Linked DNA regions of Oryctolagus cuniculus: region 1 is linked to region 2. A link is a contact called in public Micro-C data. All regions are on one chromosome and are shown on one strand. Each heading gives the region's core, a stretch centred on a gene start, on an enhancer-like site or on the middle of the called end of the contact. The rest is flanking DNA. Distances are from core to core; before and after follow the strand shown. Region 1 holds the start of PTBP3 (polypyrimidine tract binding protein 3). Region 2 overlaps SUSD1 (sushi domain containing 1).

The links. Hi-C and Micro-C count contacts between places; a contact is called where the count stands out from the background.
Region 1: a Micro-C map of ear pinna shows a contact between it and region 2, with 2.5 times the contacts expected there. The contact joins the promoter of PTBP3 here to the enhancer-like site in region 2. A contact is called at or near these places in 2 of 6 Hi-C or Micro-C datasets (ear pinna and an unstated tissue).

Annotation. Positions count from the first base shown.
Region 1 is chr1:215,922,472-215,929,083 of mOryCun1.1, forward strand. PTBP3 (polypyrimidine tract binding protein 3) reads right to left here and starts at 2,387. Exons shown (of 14, transcript XM_051843126.2): 1 at 2,157-2,387.
Region 2 is chr1:215,768,370-215,775,425 of mOryCun1.1, forward strand. The region is part of intron 1 of SUSD1 (sushi domain containing 1); the gene reads right to left. Among named protein-coding and RNA genes, the nearest start is that of SUSD1, 4.8 kb to the right of the region's middle. Within about 2 kb of position 1,287, at least 2 of the 8 cell types and tissues checked have an H3K27ac peak or open chromatin away from gene starts, as enhancers often do. A contact at or near this core is called in ear pinna, where this site is marked.

The sequences.
Region 1 (6,612 bases), core at 1,137-3,636, 160 kb after region 2:
ATCTTTCAAGACCAGAGTGTAAAAACTCCTATTATAAAGTTCTGCCATACAAAAATGTATCTCTTCTATGTCTTCAATCAATACTTTACCTCCCTATCTGCTAAAAGAAAGTAGAAGTCAATTCCACACTCTGTTAATAACCTACAATGTCATCATCACTTCATAAAAGTAAACAAATATATGACTCTGGGTGGACTGTTAAGCCATGTAATTTGTTTTAAACAATAACTATGTCGATTTTGTTTTTCCTTCTAGACCTTTGAAACTTGAAAGTAAAACTGTGCAATACCTATGGTTACTAGTCCTGACACAGGCGGCCAATCATGCTCCTACTTGAGCTACCTAATGAACTTACCTTCCACTATCTGTGTCACTACCCTCCATATTTAGACCAATAAACTCATTCTTCACTTCAAAACCACAAACTTTTTAAACACTAGCCAAAGAATAAGCTGGCACTGCTCAGTTGTTCAAGAGCTTAACAAAGAAGTTCCAAAAGTTGTTTTTATTATAAAACTTTTCTTTATTATAACTATAAATTTTAGGACAGGAAAAGCTAGCTTGCTTCCCTAAATAAAGTCAAACCTTCTAGCCACAATTCCCTACAAATACCAAAACAATAATTTCATGGCCTTCCTGGACTGAAAACTGGCATAATGACACAAATCATTGAAACAGCAAAATCTTGCACATACACAAAATGTAACTGAGTAAGGTAATGTGAAATAGACCTAAATCTTCCACAGTGTTCGCAGAGAGCTTCAACTAGACAATAAAGCATTTCCATCTACATAAAAAGCAATACTTTAAAGATGATCACAACCATAAATTCTAAAATTGTAATTTGATGTCTTTAAGAGCGTGCAATCTGGATTCAAATGAGTTATTCCCTAGTATCACACATTTCGTATTGTGAAACTAAGATAAATGAAATCTTATGAGGACAAAAATTGTTGGAAGATTCCATCGTCTTTACACAGCACGACAACAACCATCATGCATGGCAACATGTAAGTGGCTTTCACTGTCCAAGCTAGTCCCGCATCTTCCACAAGCAAGGGGCTTATAGAAACCTTATCATCCAAAGTAGGTAACAGGCCAAGCAAAACCTCAAGTGTAAAATGGAATAAATAAATGGATTCGCAACCTCTAACTCGGACAGAGCTGGGACTTTTCTAAATCCTGATGCACATACTACGAACCTTCAATTAATTTACCAAAATCCTAGTTTTTTTTCCTAATAATTAACATGTCAGGTCCCACCCTACACCCCGAGTCCCCAGAGAAACTGTTTTACAGTGCAGGTGATTCCAAATTTTTGTTATTATTTTAAAGGTCGAGGACCTAATCCATTTTTGAGCCTCTGAAAGCTGCCTGAAAAATGACACTTTCACAGTGTTTTTCACACACACAGGACAGCGCGATCAGGAAGTTTCTCAGGGGTGGGGGCGCGACGGGGAAGGGTCCGCGGCCACCAGGTCGCGGTACCAGACGCTAGGTACCCAGAAATGACTACCGTATCCCCACAGCCCGGGTCGGGGGACCTGGGCCAGTGCCCGGCGGCCCCGAGCCTCCCCGCGCCGGGCCGGGGTTCGGCACCCGGTCGCCGCCCAGACGTGTCCGGACGCGCGCGCTCGCCGCTCGCCTCGCCGCCGGGGAGAGCGCCGGCACTCGCCCCACCTCGCCGGTAAACAGCAACTCCCCAGGCGGCAGGACCGGAGCGCGGCAGGACCGGCGCCCGCCCCGAGCGCCGCCTCCGCCTCCCCCGGCGCCGCGCACCATTTTTTGAGAGGAAGTGTCGGGAGGCCGGCCGGCCGGCCAGGCTCCCGGGACTCGGAGCGCGAAGGGCGGACCCGGCCCCCCGGCGGCTGCACCGGGTTCCCCTTCGCTTCCCGGGGTGTGCGCTGTTGCGGGTGTGAAGGGGCGGACGCCGCGGGGCCGCCGCGTGCAGGAAGGAGCGGCTGCGGCGCACGGCGCCTCCGCGACTCGGAGGTCCCCCCACCGAGGCGCCCGGAAGCCCCGCCGTCGAGCCCGGCCGGAGCCGCTCCTCGGGCCGCCGGCGCCGCGCCCGGGCTCCCCGGCCTTGGCGGGACGCGCCGAGGGAGGAAGCGGGGCCAGCGCAGCCCGGCACGGCCGCCGCGCCGCCAAGCACTTACCCATCCATGGCCCAGTTGGAGGAGCGCACGGTGCGGGAACTGACGGGCTCACCGCGAGCGGAGCAGGCCAGGCAGCGGCAGCTGGGCGGCTCCGGGGACTGACGTGCGGCGCCTCTGCCGAGCCCCGGCCGGTCGGAGGTGGAAGGAGAGTGGGAAACAGGGGCGGGGACCGGGCACGCTCCCGCCACCGCCGCGCCCCCGCCTTCCCCACCCCGCGAGCGCGTCCCCGCTTGGCCTGACCCCGCCCCCGCGGCGTCGACGCCCTCCCTGGGGGCCCGCCCCTGCGCTCGCACCCACCCTTGGCCCGCTTTCAGCCGGCCTCCGGCTCGGCTCCAGGGCGCCCTCTTCCTGCTGTCTGTCGGCGTGAGGCCCCGCCCCCTGGCTCTCGGCCCGGCGCGCGTGCGCGCCCCCGGCACCTCCCCCCGCCTGCGTTCGCGGGAGCGCGCGCCTTGTGCTTCCCGCTCCGCCGTCCGCCCCGCCCCGGCTGCGCGGGTCTTCCGGCTTCGCAAGCTGGGGCGGTCCGGCTTGAACTCCTCCCTCTGCCGGCGGGAAAAGCCTGGGGGGAACCTGGCTCGTTCGCGTAGGTAAGGGTGTCCCTCCAGGACCCCAGGACAGAGGCGGAATTGCCCCCCTGTCGGTGGCGCACCGGAGGCCACCCACTGGCCGTGGTCAGCGGAGCGCCGGCCTGCAGACCTAGGGAGGGTCGAGCCCCGATCCGGACGGGCCCTGCGATCGGCCGTCGCCCGCGAGGTGCGGTTGCGAAGACGACTGAGGCTCTGAGACCCCCCGGACTGGAGGACCTCTGAGTTTTTCACGGGGCTCTCAGGGTGCGAGTTGACCTGAAACGTTCAGTGCATTACCGGCGTGTTCCGAAAGTTCGCTCATTCATTCCTCAGGGGTGTGTGTTTGGGGGAAGAGGGTGTTTAGGAAAAGATTATTCGCTTTTTTCGGTTGAAAAATACAGACATGGAGTGATTTGCCCGCGATTTCATAACGAGGAAACTTTTGCACAGAGCCCTTCCCTGTAATCTGAGAAAAAAAAAAGATATTTATTTACATATTATCTATAATGGGTGTATATAACCAGCGACCATACGCTTTTTTTTTCTCCTTTTGTAGTCTTAGTTCTGAGATTTGAATGATTTTTTTCCATCCCCAGATCACCAAAACGTGAGCCATTAAATGCTGTCTTCAACCAAATTATTTTGCTCTCCTAGAAAAGTCCCTTCCCTCTGTCACCTCATTTGAAAAGCAAGTGGGGGCTCCTGAAAAGATTTAAACTGGATTCACCCATCGTGCAGTCAGTACTTATTGCGCATGTACTGTGTGCCAGCCACTGCAGGGATACGCAAAAATTAGATTCCACCCTTCAGGACTGGGTAGACCCCTTGGTCAGTGTATGGCTTTTGTGGACAAAAAAGAAATCTTTAAATAGGGTATATAATTCACTAAGGACATGTTTTAAGTACTTCAGTCCCTTTTTCCCAAAACGTTGAGTGTATATATTTTTTTGTATGTTAAGTCCTAAGACTAAATTTGCAAACATTGCCACCCTGCATTGTCAGGTGGAAATTTAAGGTTTCAGGGGCTGGCACTGTGGTATGGCGGCTAAGCCAAGGCCTGAGTCCAGAATCCCAGCTGCTCCACTTTCCATCCAGCCCTCTGCTAATGTGCCTGGAAAAACACCAAAAGATGGCCCAAATGCTTGGGCCCCTGCACCCACCTGGGAGACCCAGAAAAAGCTCCTGGCTTTGGCCTGGCCTAGCCACAGTCACTGTGGCCATGTAGGGAGTGAATCACCAGATGGAAGCTCTCTCTAAGTCTCTGAAACTCTGTCTTTCAAGTGAATAAACAAATGTTTAAAAAAAAAATGTTTAATTGAGAATAAGGAGCTAATGCAGTCAATTTGGAGTATATTTTGTTGATAGTGATTCATATGTTTGAAAGGCAAAGAGAGATCTTCCATCCACTGGTTCACTTCCCAGATGGCTGCAAGGAGCCAGGAACTTCAAGCAGGCCTCCCACAGAGGTGGCAGGGGCCCCAGCACTTAGACCAAATTTCACTGCTCTCCTAGATGCATCAGCAGGGATCTGGATCAGAAATGGAGCAGCTGGGACTTGGGATTCAAACTAGCACCCATTATGGGATACCAGTGTCACAGGCAGTGGCTTAACCTGCTGTGCCACAATACCAGTCTCTGATGAAATTTAGTATCTTAATTTTTAAATTTGGTATTCAATATTAAATATTTAAAAAATGTATTTCCTACAGTATTGAGTTCCTGGCTTCTGATTTCAGCCTGGCCCACCCTAAGCTATTGTGGGCATTATGGAAATGAACCACAGATGAGAAATCTCTGTCTTTTTGTCTTTCAAATAATATTTTTTTAAAATCTGAAATATGTGAATCCTTTAAAAAATTCACTCTCTATTTTATAAATAACACATAAACATATTCCCTATTTCGATTTTTTTAAACTTTTATGTCATTATAGAAATTTTCAAGCATACAAACAATAATTATCCAGATTGTGTTTTGTTTTGTTTTCTAAGATTTTATTTATTTGAAAGGAAAAGTTAAAACAAGAGAGAGATCTTCTGTTCACTGGTTCATTCCCAAAATGACCGCAATGGCCAGAGCTAAAGGAACTGTAACTCATATAGGATGTAGGTGTCATAGGCAGCAGCTTAACTGTTGCACCACAATGCCAGCCCCCCCAGTCATCAGTTTTAAATAAGATCAATATGTGGAATTAGTGCTGTGATGAATGGGCTAAGGTGGTGCTTGGGAAGCCTGCATCCCATTTTGGAGTGTCTCCGACAGAGTCCCACATCTTCCCATTCAGCTTCCTGTTAATTTGCACCCTGGGAAGCAACAGGTGATGGCTCAAGAACTTGGGTTCTGGGGCCAGTGCTGTGGCATATCAGGTAAAGCAGCCACCTGCAGTGTTGGCATCCCATATGGACATTGGTTCGAGACCTGGCTGCTCCACTTCCAATCCAGCTCTCTGCAATAGCCTGGGAAAGCAGTAGAAGATGGCCTAAGTCCCACCCATTGGAGAATGGGAAGAAGTTCCTGGCTCCTGGCTTAGGATCAGCCCAGCTCCAGCCATTGTGGCCATGTGGGGAGTGAAGCAGAGGATGGAAGACTCCTCTCTCTCTCTTTCTCCATATCTCTCTCTCTCTCTGCATCTGCCTCTCTGCAACTCTGCCCTTCAAATAATAAATAAATAATTCTTAAAAAAAAAAAAAAAAAGCCTGGGTTCTAACCACCCGTGTAGGAGACCCAGAAGAAATTCCTGACTTCTGACTTCAGCTTTGCCCAGCCCTACCTCTTACAGGCATTTGGAGAGTAAACTGGTAGATGGAAAATGTCTCTCTCTCTTTTTCTTTCTGTCATTCAGCTTTTCAAATAAAATCATCAAAATTATCATAGAGAAGAGTGGTTCTCAATTACTAACATGCATCAGAATCATCTGGAGGACTTGTTAAACAGAAATTAGTTTTTTAATATTTATTTGTTTGAAAGGCAGAAAGAGAGACATCTTCCATCCACTGGTTCACTCCCCAGATGGCCGAAATGGCTGGGGCTAGGCCAGACTGAGGACAGGAGCCAGGAGCTTCTCCCATGTGAGTGTATCAGCAGGGAGCTGGATCAGAGGTGGAGCAGCCAGGACTTGAACTGGCACCCATATGGTATGCCAGCATTGCAGGCAGTGGCTTAACCTGCTACACTACAATGTCAGCCCCAAATGATTTATTTCTGATTCAAGAATGGGACCTAAAAATTTGCATTTCCAACAGATTCCCTGATGATGTTATGCTGCTGATAGTCTGGGCAGCACATTTTCAGAAACAATGATGTAAAGGGTTAAGTTTTTTCTGCAACCCATAGTTGGTCAAGAGTTGTTTATTTCACAACCTTTACCCCAAGAGTCAGGAGTCCTTAGCCCTTAGCCTGAAGCAGTTTTTCTAGCTAAACCCAGTGTAGAATATACTCAACAACCTTTTTATTCTTCTTCTAAAGTGGACACAGTACTTTTCTGGACTTACTCCTAGGCCATCTACCTTTGAGAGCTGATAACAGAACCTATGACTTTGCCCCTTCCATCAGATTCTTGCTTGTTCCTGTTTCTCCTGAGTGACCTAAGTAACAGAAAACCTTTGCTAATGGCCAGCAACATGGGCAGGCCTTTCTTTCAGACTGGCCTCCTGCTATAGTAGCCAGTAACATTTTACTTCCTCTCACTTGTTTTCTAATAATCTTACTCTGGAACTCTACATCCATATCCTTGCATTATGATCTGTAACTTTACCTACTCTCCACCACTCTACTCAATTTTTGTTGTTAATTTTTGAAGGTCAAAATTTATATATATTGAAATACACAAGTTTAACTGTTTTTCTGGTTGTTTTTAAAAATATAACCATATATATCCTTTAAAAAAAAAAAAAA
Region 2 (7,056 bases), core at 37-2,536:
CTCTTCATCCAGGTCCACCTGCTCCTCGCTCTGTGACAACTAAGCAACCCTGCTGCTCAGGATGGCACACAGGCAGGGGTGCAGGTGGTCTCAGGGCACAAGTGGAACGCTCGATGGTAAAGCCATCTTGCTTGACATAAGCTCCAGTTGTTCAGAGCTAAGTTACTGCAGGAGTGCCTTGAGACTCTGTTTCGCAAGCTTGTAAAGACATGCGGAGACAGAACGTGGGCTGAGGAAGTACGCGGAGGGGGCCCAAAACTCAGCGAGGAAGGCAATAGTCTCCACCACCCCTGAAACCGCCTTGCCCTTAAGGGACTGCATCAAACTCCGCCCCCCTCCACTGCCCCCAGATGGAAGGAACCTGGGAAACCTCACTCCCTCTCCCCTCCAACATCCTGGCAGTAAAAAAAATAAATAAATAAAACAACTGCAGAAACAAAAACATAACCTCTGCTTCAAAATGCCCCAAGATGGAGAGCTCCCTACTCCCTCAAACAGTGAAATGCTTTAGGGCAACCTGAACCGTCGGACAGTCCCCATCTACAGCCTGGACACCTTCTCTCGTGCAAAGCTGTTCAGTTTCCTTGTGCTTTCTTCTGTTTACTTTCTTGTTTCACCAAGATCCATGGGCCGAGGGCCCCACACTTGGCCTCTGGGCCAGAAACCGCTGCACACCCAGGCCCCAGTCCCCATGCTGAGTCTTGAGTTAAGGCAGCCATTAACGCAGGCCCCACCCCATCACTCACGTCCGGCGGCCACGCACCGCGCCCCTGCCTGTTCCCGCCACACGCTGCCTCACACCTGACTCATTCTCCAGCTGCATGCATGCCTTTTCTCCTTCCATGCAATTCACTTCCCACCTCGGCTCTACGCAGCTGAGGTCAACAGACCACTACTTATCGTTTTGAGCCACAGAGACCTGGGAGTCCACTTGAAGATGTGTCGGGTGTTCTTTTAAATAATTTTTTAATTATTTTTATTTATTTATTTGAAAGGCAGGCAGGCAGAGCTCTCATCCACTGACTCACTCCCCAAAAGCAGATAATAGCCAGGACTTGGCTGGGCTAACTCAATCCGGGTCTCCTAGACTCAATTACTTCAGTTCTCAGCACTGTCTCCCAGGGTGCCCAGCAGCAGGAAGCTGGAATCCACAGTGGAGCCAGGACTCAGAGTGAGGCATGCAGGCATCCCAAATGGCAGTCTAGACACTAAGCCAAACTCCCGTCTCCCATGTTAGGATCCAGCCAGAAGGCTGACGATATGGCCAGGACAGAGTCCCTGCAGGTGGAAGACAGGTCAGAGGGGATCTTCAAACCCTCGGATCCTGTCCACTACATCAAGCAACTTTCAATCACTCCAAAACCATCCACCGTCTCCTCCCCGTCCCCACTCTGAAGAACAAACGTGGCTGGCGCCGCAGCTCACTAGGCTAATCCTCCACCTGCAGCGCCGGCACACCGGGTTCTAGTCCCGGTCAGGGCGCCGGATTCTGTCCTGGTTGCCCCTCTTCCAGGCCAGCTCTCTGCTGTGGCCCGGGAGTGCAGTGGAGGATGGCCCAAGTGCTTGGGCTCTGCACCCCATGGGAGACCAGGAGAAGCACCTGGCTCCTGCCATCGGATCAGCGCGGTGTGCCGGCCGCGGCGGCCACTGGAGGGTGAACCAACGGCAAAGGAAGACCTTTCTCTCTGTCTCTCTCTCTCTCTCTCACTGTCCACTCTGCCTGTCAAAAAAAAAAAAGAACGAACATGCCGCTGTGATTATGAAGACCGCGTGACGCCCACGCCAGGACAGGCACGACCAGGGGAGCCGGGTGCGCGTCACAGCTGCCCCACGCTCGCACCACGGCTCCACCGCGCCCCATGATTCTCAAGGCCTCCGAGCCTTCCCGCTCTGGCCTTCTGAACCCAGCCAGGCCTGAGCCGGCAAGTCCCACAGCCACTCCCAGACTCACAGCAACGCCAGAGGAAGGTGAAGGAACAGGAGTGACAGGTTCCACCCTCCTGGCTCATTCCTAACCTTTGGGTTCCCCAGGCGCCTGGCACCACACCCAGCCGCCCACCCCCACCTGCCAATACCCTCCTGCTCGACCCATTATCCTCTCAGCCTTCCCTGGCACACCCAGGCCAGCCGACTGCAGCTCCCCTTCCCCACACGTCTCCCTCACTAAACGCCATCCTGCACACGTGGTCAGCAAGAGACTGGTCAGCCCCCACATGGAAACAGAACTCTGACCCACAATCTGCAGCCATCAGACCGGGAACTCAAACCACAACCTCTGTAGCAATCAGCCCAGCGGGGTTGGACTTAGTAACGGCCAGTTTTGCTTAATTTTTGCCCCTCCTTCCAACTTAGGGCCAACCCATTAACCAATCACACAGGATGCCTGCTGCTCGTGAGGCTCTTCCAGCTTCCCCAGGCAGAGCCGTCCCTTTCACTCACCACAAATCTTTCCCACCTCACCGCCTGCTTTTCAGTCTCTGCCGAACACGTGCCCTGGGGGCTGCCTCCCTTGCTACGGCCTCTCTTCTCACTCGGGTGGTCTTTGTGCCTTCCCACTCTGAAGTCCCAATGCAAGCCACAGTCCTGATGCACAAGCGCTTTGTCCACTAAACAACCCCGCGTGACACACTGTCAAGTGTATGACAACGCCAAGGGCACGGCATCGCTGGTGCCACAAAGAGAAGTAGAGAGTGCTAACGAACTTCCCAGAAGCAGGGGCAAGTGGACTGGTTGGGAAATGTGCACTACGTAGACAGCTGCGAGAGGGAAACAGCAGTGCTCCATTCTTCCCTCCCCTACTTACAAGCTTACTTGGCTCAGCTAAATCTCTTATGTTTGCATTTTTCAACTCCTCCTTCTCTGCTGAATAATAATCTTCCTAAGTCTAAACTGAGCTCACTTTACACCGTGCCCCCTGATATGCTGCACTGACCAGGCCAGCCCAACTGAAAGCAATCTTCCTTGTCCTTTTAATTTGTTTAAAGAATGCCAGGGCAGGCATTTGGCACAACAGTTACGATGCCGCTTGTGGGGCCGACACTGTGACATAGCAAGTAAAGCCGCCACTTGCAGTGCTGGCATCCCATATGGGCACCAGTTCTAGTCCCGGCTGCTCCACTTCCGATCCAGCTCTCTGCTATGGCCTGGGAAAGCAGTAGAAGATGGCCCAAGTCCTTGGGCCCCCACACCTGCATGGGAGACCTGGAAGAAACTCCTTGCTCCTGGCTTCGGATCAGCCTAGATCTGGCCATTGATGGAAGATCGATCTCTCTCTTTCTCTGCCTCTGCCTCTCTGTAACTCTGCCTTTCAAATAAATATTCAATAGTCAATATTAATATTAATAAATAATATTAATATTGAATATTAATAAATATCCAAATATTAAAAAATAAAAATGCTGCTTGGGATACCTGCAACGCACATTCAAGTGCCAAAGTTCAAGTCCAGCTTCTCGCTACTGTGCACCCTAGGAGGCTGCAGGTGACAACTCAAGGACCTGAGTCCCTAAGACCCACTCAACATGGAGAACTCAGATTGAGTTCCAGACTCCTGGCTTCAGCCTGACCCAGCCAGTGACAGCTGTTGTGGGCATCTGGGGACTGAATTAGAGAACAGAAAATCTCTGTCTCTGTCTCTCTGCCTTTCAAATAAATATGAAAAGCTTATCTATTCCTCAGCCAAAGTCTCTGCCCTCACTCCAGAGCCCTGTACATCTGATACCCGCCCTCAGTGCCCTGCTTGCTCTGAGTCACCACAGCCTAGAGTCAACAAATCCAAAGCCTTTTTCTCAACCTCCACCCCTAGTCTTCCCGTCTCCCGGTTTCCACCAGTCCAGTCTTCCTGCCGCCTGCTTCCTGCTGGCTACTGCTGCTTTCTCTTCTCTTGCATCTCCTGTCTCAGCTTGGTCTTCCCCGGGAGTCTATCCTTGATGCTCTGGTTTGAATATGTTCCCTACAAATTCATGTGCTGGAAACTTAATCCCCAAATTCCCATGTTAAAGACTTCTGGGGGTAGGGCCTTTGGGAGGTAATCAGGAGCCCCTTATGATGGCATCCGTGGCTTTAAAAGAGGAAAAGAGACAAGAGCTTCCATGCACGCTGCTTCTCTCTCTCTCTCCCCCATCCCTCCCTGTCCCTACCACGTTATGATTTTTTTTTAATTGACTTATTTATTGACTTGAGAGGCAGAAAGAGGAAGAGACTAAGGGAGGTCTTACATCCACTGGTCCACTCCCCAAATGGCCACGGCAGCCAGAGCTGGGTCAATCCAAAGCCAAGAGCCAGGAGCTTCTTCCAAGCCTCCCACGGGGATACAGGGACCCAAGCACTTGGGCCATCTTGTGCTGCTTTCCCAGGCCATCAGAAGGGAGCTGGATAGGAAGTGGAGCAGCCAGGACACAAACCGGTGCCCATATGGGGTGCTGTTGTACCCGAAACGTCCGATTCCCACCAATTGAGACCACCAGGAGCCGAGGCTGATGCAAACGCAAGAGTTTTATTTCAAACTCGAGTTTGGTCCAACATCCGCACCAGGCACAGCTGGGCTGGATCGGCGGCCCCTACAGTAAGGTCGTTAGGGTTTTTATACAGTTGAACAAACAAGTTTGGCTATACAGCATCTGATAGGCTCATATTTTAAATTTATACTTGTCGTTTTATGATTGGCTGAAGTATAGGGTCCAAGCCGCTAGGGTGTACGTGCCAAACAGCAGGGTTTCGGGATGTTATCAACTACCTTAACTGCCTGAAAAGATACCTGGAACTTTAAGTATTTCCCTGTTTTCTGCTAATTGGCTGTTGCTAGGAGAGTTTATTGTAAGGGGAGTTTATTTTTTTCTTTTAGGAGCTTTTGGCTTAGGGTTCAGGGCCCAATCAGGCCTGAGTTACAAGATGGAGGCCTAGTCTAAAATAGCTGTGTCTTGATACAGGCTCAGGTCTCACAATGCCAGCGCCACAGGTGGAGGTGTTTTTTTTTGTTTGTTTGTTTGTTTGTTCGTTTTTTTAAGATTTATTTATTTATTTGAAAGTCAGAGTTACACAGAGAGAGAAGGAGAGGCAGAGAGAGAGAGAGGTCTTCCATCCACTGGTTCACATTTGGCCGCAATGGCTGGAGCTGCGCTGATCCAGAGCCAAGAACCAGGAGCTTTTTCCGGGTCTCCCACACGGGTTCAGGGGCCCACAGACCTGGGCCATCTTCTACTGCTTTCCCAGGCCATAGCAGAAAGCTGGAATGGAAGTGCAGCAGCCGGGACTCAAACTGGTGCCCATACGGGATGCTGGCACTGCAGGCGGCGGCTTTACCTGCTACACCACAGCGCCGACCCCAAGTGGAGGCTTAACTTACAGACCACACAGCACGGGCCCCGTCACATTATGGTCGTGACGAGAAGGCCCTGGCCAGTTCCAGATGCTTTGTTAGTGCTTTGCTTTGGGACTTCCCAGTCTTCAGAACTATGACCCAAATAAATCCATTCTTTATAAATTATCTGCTCTCCGCATTTTGTCATAGCAAAAACAACAATAAAAAAAGACTAAGACAGTGCTGCTACTCTTTCAACCTCCAGGCTTCAAGACACCATCCAGCCTACAGCACCTGGACACACCTATAGGCCAGTCCTAACTCCCTAGGGATTTGGTTTCTCCAAAAACCATAACAGCACCTCAAATTCAGGACGCCCAGAACAGCTACTCATCTTTCTACCAAGTCATTCTCCCCCTCCGGTAGAACACTATACCCCAGTCACCCAGTCCCAGAACGCAGATGCCATCTTTCTTCTGTTCCGTTGCCCCTAACATGTTAGTAAGCGCTTCCTCCCAGCGCCACGTCCACCTTATCAGCTCCATTCACTTCTCCCGCTGTCATTACTGAGGGTCCCATCCTCCGAACTTCCAGGCTCAGGGCCCAGCGCCGTGGCTCACTTGGCTAATCCTCCACCTGCGGCACTGGCATCCCATATGGGTACCGGGTTCTAGTCCCGGTTGCTCCTCTTCCAGTCCAGCTCTCTGCTGTGGCCCGGGAGTGCAGTGGAGGATGGCCCAATCCTTGGGCCCTGCACCCGCATGGGAGACCAGGAGGAAGCACCTGGCTCCTGCCTTCGGATTGGTGCAGCGCTGGCCGTAGTGGCCATTTGGGGGGTGAACCAACAGAAGGAAGACCTTTCTGTCTCTGTCTGTTACTCTGCCAAATAAATAAATAATCTAATCAAAAAAAAAAAAGATCTTCCAGGCTCGCTATTGCAACAACGCCTCAGTGGGCTTCAAGCCTGCAGCCTTTCCCCACACGGCCCACTTTCAGGAAAGCTGCCCCTTGCAGGACGCCGGATTGCGCAAGGTTGTAAGAAAATTGACATAAAAAAGGAGGCTCAGCCTTGTCCCAAATTCACCCAGCAGCAGTCGGGGACCACACCCAGCAGCTTCACGACACAGAGATACCGCACTGGGCTCCACGCCGCAGGGCAGTGGGACCCGAGTCAGAGAAGGGAGAAACCCATTACAGCCTCCCACGCTGCAAAAACGGCCCCTCCAGAGTTGAGCCTTCATGACAAACACCTGCCAGTGAGCGAGAAAGTCCCGAGGCAGTGAGAATTCGGGGGACAGAGCCCCCAACAGCCCCTCCGCCCTGCTCCTCAGGATCAGAGTTTGGTTTTATTAAGAAAGTGGTTGGGGGTCTTAACCCGTTTTTTATATCACTTCCTGTACAGAAACCTGCAGCGAGGTTCAATGGCTTCCCACCACCCAGAACAACTGAGCGCAGGCCTTGCTCCCCCAGTCCAAGCCCTCTGGGCTCAGTGGAGACTCCATCCCCACCTCTCTCCGGGGCACAAATAGGCCCCGCCCTAATTCCTCTGCCCCACACCATGGGGGCAGAACATCCCAGCCCTGGATGGCAAGGCCCACACACACCACGTTCACCAAAGCCCTAGCCAAACTCAACCTGCCCCTCGTGGGGCCACGTTCGCGGCCTCCCACCTTGCTTACAGTAATTCGAGGGAATGTCACCTCCCCTGCGTGTCTGAATCCTCCGAGTAACGTAAATGCTACCAGGCTCTGCACTGC